Linked DNA regions of Hordeum vulgare: region 1 is linked to region 2. The links are chromatin contacts, called in public Hi-C maps. All regions are on one chromosome and are shown on one strand. The core of a region is the stretch at or near the end of the contact, and the rest is flanking DNA. Distances in the headings are between cores, read along the strand shown.

Evidence for each region. A called contact is a pair of places that touch in the nucleus more often than the background predicts.
Region 1: a contact with region 2 is called in a Hi-C map of seedling, with 2.7 times the contacts expected there. The contact joins the enhancer-like site here to the promoter of LOC123401906 in region 2. A contact is called at or near these places in 3 of 6 Hi-C or Micro-C datasets (leaf and seedling).

What each region holds. Positions count from the first base shown.
Region 1 is chr6H:496,518,423-496,521,605 of MorexV3_pseudomolecules_assembly, forward strand. No RefSeq gene overlaps it. Among protein-coding and RNA genes, the nearest start is that of LOC123403643, 76 kb to the right of the region's middle. Within about 2 kb of position 1,514, at least 2 of the 3 cell types and tissues checked have open chromatin away from gene starts, as enhancers often do. A contact at or near this core is called in seedling, where this site is marked.
Region 2 is chr6H:496,240,621-496,243,854 of MorexV3_pseudomolecules_assembly, forward strand. LOC123401906 (ATP-dependent RNA helicase DEAH13-like) reads left to right here and starts at 1,388. Exons shown (of 14, transcript XM_045095768.1): 1 at 1,388-1,599; 2 at 1,684-1,772; 3 at 1,867-1,941; 4 at 2,018-2,067; 5 at 2,156-2,216; 6 at 2,307-2,726; 7 at 2,838-3,050; 8 at 3,171-3,234. The coding sequence starts at 1,698. It overlaps LOC123401908 (nicastrin), which reads right to left and starts at 1,253. Exons shown (of 16, transcript XM_045095771.1): 1 at 1,094-1,253; 2 at 270-383; 3 at 22-139. The coding sequence starts at 1,172.

The DNA of each region.
Region 1 (3,183 bases), core at 264-2,763, 280 kb after region 2:
GAAAAGAAAAAAGTGCCGAAAAAGAAAAAAGAAAGGAAATAACAAGAAAAGGAAAAAAAACCAAAAAAAGGAAAAAATTTAGTTATCAGACTTTTGTGAGATCAAAAAATGGGTCGGCCTAGTCGGGGCGACCACCATGTGCGTGCAAGGAACTTCCTGCGGCAACGAAGCAGCAGGTAGGAGCTCCCCGAAAAAGGGGCAGTGTTATGTCTTGCGTTCACCGAGTCGAGGCTTCCGACTCGCTTAAGGGCGCGAGGATATGGGCTGGCCTAGGTTCGCAGGTACTACATTGCCTCCTTTTCTTGTTTGTTCTTTTTCTTGTTTCTATTTCTATTTTTATTTTTTGTTTACACTTTCAAATAATCAAAACATATATATTAATGCCTCCGTTCCAATATAAGTGATTCAAAAATGACTCGATTTTATACTAATTTTAGTATAAAGTTGAGTCACTTTCGAGTCACATATTTTAGGATGAAGGGAGTAGAAAATAATATTTTGTATAATATTTACAAAAATTCAAATCATGCATTTAAAAAATGTTGAATGTGCATACAAAAAATTATTGGACAAGTATTTGAAAAAAGTTAAGCAAGTAATTGCAAAAATATTGTTCATGTATAAAAAAATGTTGACCAAGTATTAGAAAAATGATGAACAAGTATTTAAAAATGTTGAAAAGTTATTTTTAAAATTATTGATCATGTATAAAACAATGTTGAACATGTATGTGGAAAATGTTAAACAAGTATTTGAAACAATGTTGATCATGCATAAAAAAATTGTTGAACAAGTTTTTAAAAAATATTGATCATGTATATAAGAATATAGAATAAAAAAGAAACAAAATAAGGAAGAAAACGTAAAAATAAGAACAAAGAAACAAGTGCAAAAAAAGGAGAATAGAACTTTACATAAAAAGGGGACCAAAAAAAGTGAAAAAAAGATGACAAAATCTAGCACTGTGCGTTACGGTATCTCCTTTATCCGAGGGATTCCTTCCATCTCGCGTAAAGCATGAAAATAGTTGCCGCGCAAAAGAAGGTCGGGCGTACCCTAGCTCGTGGCTGTCATAGTGAACTGGGAGAAACCCATTGTAGCATGGCATGTGCGATATATAGTAACGACCCAACCCGGGTGACCATGGATCGAATCCATGCGAGCCCTTGTTTTCTCCTATTTTATTACTAGCGCTAGGCGTTACGGTATCTCCTTTATCTGAGAGATTCCTTCCATCTCGCGCAAAGCGTGAAAATAGTCACCACACAAAAGAAGGTCGGACGTACGCTAGCTCGTGGCTGTCAAGTCATAATGCACTGGAACAAACCCATTGTAGCATGGCACGAGTAGCGCAGCAACCCGGACGACCTTGGATCGAATCTATGCAAGCCGTTATTTTCTCCTATTCTATTACTAGCGCTGAAGGTCGGACGTACGCTAGCTCGCGGCTGCCATAGTGGACCGGGACAAACCCATTGTAACATGGCACGTGCGATACATAGTAGCGACCCAACCCATCTGCTCGTGAGCTCCTAAGTGGCGCTTTAAGCGCGACTGGGAGCAACCGGCTTCCACACGGCCTCCCTTCACGGACCGTCTATTAATCCATCGCCCCCTTGCTTCAATCCCGCTTGGTTCGACTCGTCAACTCGCTCACGTTTTTTACGACTGTATTGTGCTGCTGGTTGAGGAAAACCCCCTCCCTTTGGTTTTTGAATTCAGAAAAGTACACAAATATGTAAAAGTTCGTTGATTTTGAAAAACAATACAATGATTTTTCTAAAAATTCATGAACTTGAAAAATATTTTATATAATTTGAAAAAAGTCATTGGATTTGCAAAAAATCATCAAATTAAAATTAAGTTCCTCAATTTTGGAAAAATTTCATCGAATTTAAGACATTTTTTTATCAAATTTGGAAAAAATTATCATTGAATTTGAAAACAAAAGTTTATCAAATTTTAAAAACAGTTGATCGAGTTTTGAAAAAGTTCATCAATGTTGAAAAAAACTTCATAAAACCAATGAACCTTTTTCACCAAATTAGATTTTTTAAAAGAAAAGAATAAACAGAAAAAGAAAAAAAGGAAGAAAAAAAGAAAAGGAGAAAGAAAAGAACAAAAGAGGAGAGAAAATGTACATGATCATAGAAGATGAATTGGTTGGGATGGTTATCGAGTGGTGCACTGAACCCTCCGTTGCGGATTCGAATCCGCCTCGGCCTTTCTCCTACCCGAGAATCATGTCAAAAGAATTAAGCCCGAATTGAAAGTACAAAGTTTAGCCCATCACACCCAACACAATAGGCGTGGAAGCTCTCTACTATCTAAAAAAACCCTGCTCTAGAGAAAAACAAGCCCATAATCTCTCCAGCAAAGCTCCTGAACCTGCAAACGACTCAAACAAAACAAAACTGAACCCAAGGGATGATTCCTTATACTTGTTGTCCTTTGTCATACCTTCATCAGTCTACAAATGTATTCCTCAGCCAGTCTCCGTTCTATATCCATCGCCGTGGCCGACATCATTGCGTGCAGTATAATTGGGGCATACATCCTTAAATACATAGTGGCCAAGTTTGATTATCTGAACCATTAGTGTGAACACATTTAGCCCTCGCAAAGAAAAATCTTGAACATATTTAGGCTCATTTTTTTTTCTGAAATGAAGGCAAAATAGTTGCCTCATTCATTAAATAAGAGAGAAGAGTTTTAGAGTGTTACAAAAGGTCCACGCTCGCGACATGAGAACTACTCGCGCACAACAATACACCCTAGCTTCTTAGCACCGCAATAACACAAATCTTGGCATCGTCGATCATAGATAGCAAGAGGATTTTAGGCGGTGCACTCGTGTGACGGAACACTCTAGCGTTACGCTCGATTCAGATTGTACAGGAAACAAGCATTATAAGGGAGGCCAAGGCACATCAAGTGGGATTCTGCAGGCCGGTCCGCTTGTTCCACCATTTCAAAATGGAACCATCCAAATGCCAAGCGGGTGTGTCCATGTGGGCGAGGTTGAATTTCTGGAGGAACGAGTTCCATAACCGAATGGAGTAGCAACATTTTGTAGAATAAGTGTGTGCCCATCTCTTTTCTCTTCTATAAAGAGGGAAAAGTCTGAAAATTTCCCAACCGCGACGTTCGAGTCCGTCGACGGTCCAAATCCGGTGTTAGATA
Region 2 (3,234 bases), core at 138-2,637:
TTCAACAATCGGATCTTATACCTCAGAAAGAAAGCTGGCATCTGATCTAAGGGAAGAAGAACTGCAGACGGTTCAGCCAACTGGTCATTGCTGTTTTTGAATCTTACAATCGGTGCAATAACCAGGCCATGCCCAGGATCTGATTACATAAAAGAAACACTGAGAACAAATTACACTTCACAACACAGACTTGTTGAAGATTGTTATGGTCACAGAACATCACATACATTCTATACGCATACAGCATTAAGGCAAACAAAGATACTCACTAGAGCAGCCGATTTCACCAGAAAGATTCAGCAGCCTCACACAAGGGAAGCTTTCAATGTTTACATACATTGCCTTCACAAGATCTGGAACAGACTCCAGTGTAGCAGCATCTCCTAGAAAAACATAAAGGCAACATTAACCTCTTTGCTACAGTACAGCAAGTGAAGAGAAAAGGAATTTAACAGAGCTACTAGCCAAAGAGAAGCCAGAACTTATCACACTGTTTTGCAAACCTATCTCCAAGCTATTCACATGACACGAGCAAAAAAGTATGCAAGCATGTAAAAGCAACCATACTAGTTTCGTAACTAAATCGCCTGTCGTAACAGCACACGGTCTCATTCCACCAAGACAGTACCAGAATCATGATCTGCAACTCAGATCAAACTCAAACGTTTGCAGTTGTAAGGCATCACCACCATGCATTCCCCTTACAAATGCGAAGTGTGGCTCTAGTGTAGTCTAGCTCAAGCAACACTACCAGAACTGAGATAGCAGAAGCCGCGGACACATATGTAAGCCACTACCAATCCAGGATCAGTTAATAAGCACAGCAGCAGCTTGCCAAAGCTTACAACTAGCTAACAAGGACCCCTACTTGGCTCACCTACAGGTTGAGACGGACGACCTAATAATCCCTATGCGGATTCATCCTAGAAGCTTAGCACCACCGAACAGAAGGCTCCAAGGGAGCGTGAGATCGCCTCGACTGAACCCAATTCTTTAGTCGACATACGCACAACGATTAGGCGAGGGTTACTTTTGCTTTTGTTTTGAGAACGAGGGTTTTGGATGAGGCGAGGGGCACGGAGGACCAACTCACCGGAGACGGCGGGGGCGAGGAGCACGAGTACGGCGCAGGCGACGGCCCCGAGGAGGGGAGCCGCGGAGCCGGCCGCCATGGCGGACGCGGCGGCGATCTGAGGCTCAGGGGGTGGACGAGGCAGGGGCCGTCGTCGTCTCGTCTCTGACCGGAACCGGAAGGCGGAGGAGACAACTGACCAGAGAGGCAGAGAGAGAGAGCAATGCTCGTGGGCTAGTGGGCCCTTATGGCCCTCTAGCCCACTGGTCCTCCTGCCTCCGCTCCGCGACACTTAAGCCCAACACGGCCCTAGTTCGTCTTCCTCCATCGATAGGCATTTACGCCATACCCGCGCCGGCGCCGCCATCCCCTGTGCCCTCCTCCGCAGACTCCGCCCCCTCCCTCCTCCGTCTAGCCTCTGGGTCTACGTTCCAGCGCCCTGCAGAGTGCTGCGGCTAAGCCCCAATCTCCACGCGGCTCAGCCCCTCGCAGACGGCGGCGGCGACAGCCGACAGCTAAGCTGCAAGGTGAGTTTCCGGCCGCCTTAGCTCGGTTCGCCCTTACTCGCGTACGTGGCGCGCTGTGTCCGCGGTTTCTGATGCTCCTACCAGGTCGCGGTTCGAGCATGGACGAGGAGGAGGATAGCAACGCGCTGATCTTGCCCTGCAAGAGGAAGAACAAATCGCAGGGGAAAGGCAAGGTAATAAATGGGTACATTTTATCTGCTCCCCGTGTCTTGGCTTTCCTTCTGGCCAGATGGTAGTATATGATTGTGTGAGCTTCTGAATTGCCAGGATGGCAAGAAGAACAAGACCAAGGAAGACGCTAAGATGAGCAAGACTCAGCTGAAAAAGCTGCAGAAATTGGAGGTTGGGACTTCTGCTGCTGCGAGCCAGCTTTGGTGTTTCTATCAGTGTATATTGATGCCGGCCTAACTGTTCGCAGGAGGACAAACAAAAGAAGGCGCTGCAAGCTCAAAGCATCGAGACTTTGCAGTATGTCTTAAAACTTATGTTGTCTATTTTCTGTGGTGGCTTGTATTTCTATCTGGCGATTGTGTATGATAATGGCCCTGCGCAATAGGAAGCACAGGATCGCCGATGATGCATATTCCCTGCTGCACACTTCGGGGTCTATTGGTCAAGTACGGTGGATCTATATGTAACACCTAGATTGGTTACTTTAGGAATGTAATGTATAATTGTTTCTCTCATTGTGTTCTGTTACACCGCAGGCTGTCACTACGAAAGAAAAACGTAGGCGTGCCATGCAGTTATCAAAGGCTGGTTTGGATGTCCCTGAAGAACTTTCGCTATTTAAGAAAAACACTGATCAGAAAGAAGTTGCAGTTCCTGAAAAAAGTGAAGCTGCGCAGGAAACTTTCCCCGTGAAGTTTGTTGAGGCCGCGAAACCTTATCATCCTGGTAGTGAACCTAAGAACCATGAGAGTGATGCAGTGAAGCCTAACATGGGTATCGGCCTTAGCATTCTGAAACAGAAAACTGAAGAAGTTAATGATGATGCTGACATTTTGACGCACCAGAGCATTCTGGAACAAAAAACTGAAGAGATTAATGATGATGATGACATTTCGGTACATCAGACAGTTCGTTCATCTGTGCCAAGTTGCTCTGATGAAGAGACTGATTTGCAGGTGACTGGTCCACATCTGAAATATATTCATCTCAGTTTTCACCTGCTCATCAGAAAGCTGGCGCCATGTTCTGACTTAACTGAATCATTATCGTTCTGTTGTTTTTGTTAGGATAAAGAGCCACAACAAGGTGAAGCCGCTGTACAGGAGTGCTTCAATCCTCCCATTGTTGTGCATGTGTCAAGACCACATGAGGTTGAGAAGGCGAGAAGGGATCTCCCAATAATAATGATGGAGCAGGAAATAATGGAAGCTATCTATGAAAATTCAGTGGTAATTCTGTGCGGAGAAACAGGCTGTGGTAAAACTACTCAGGTCCCTCAGGTGAGTGTGCTCACACATGGTGCCTCTTAGACATTGGTTTAAACTAGGGAGTTCTGATCCTATAGGCTTGTATAGCAGCTGCCAAGTTTTTCATTGCTCTCTATGCTATGTGTTCTGCAGTTCTTATATGAAGCCGGCTTTGGCACAAGCAATCGAGCTGATAGAAAAGGGATGATTGGTATCA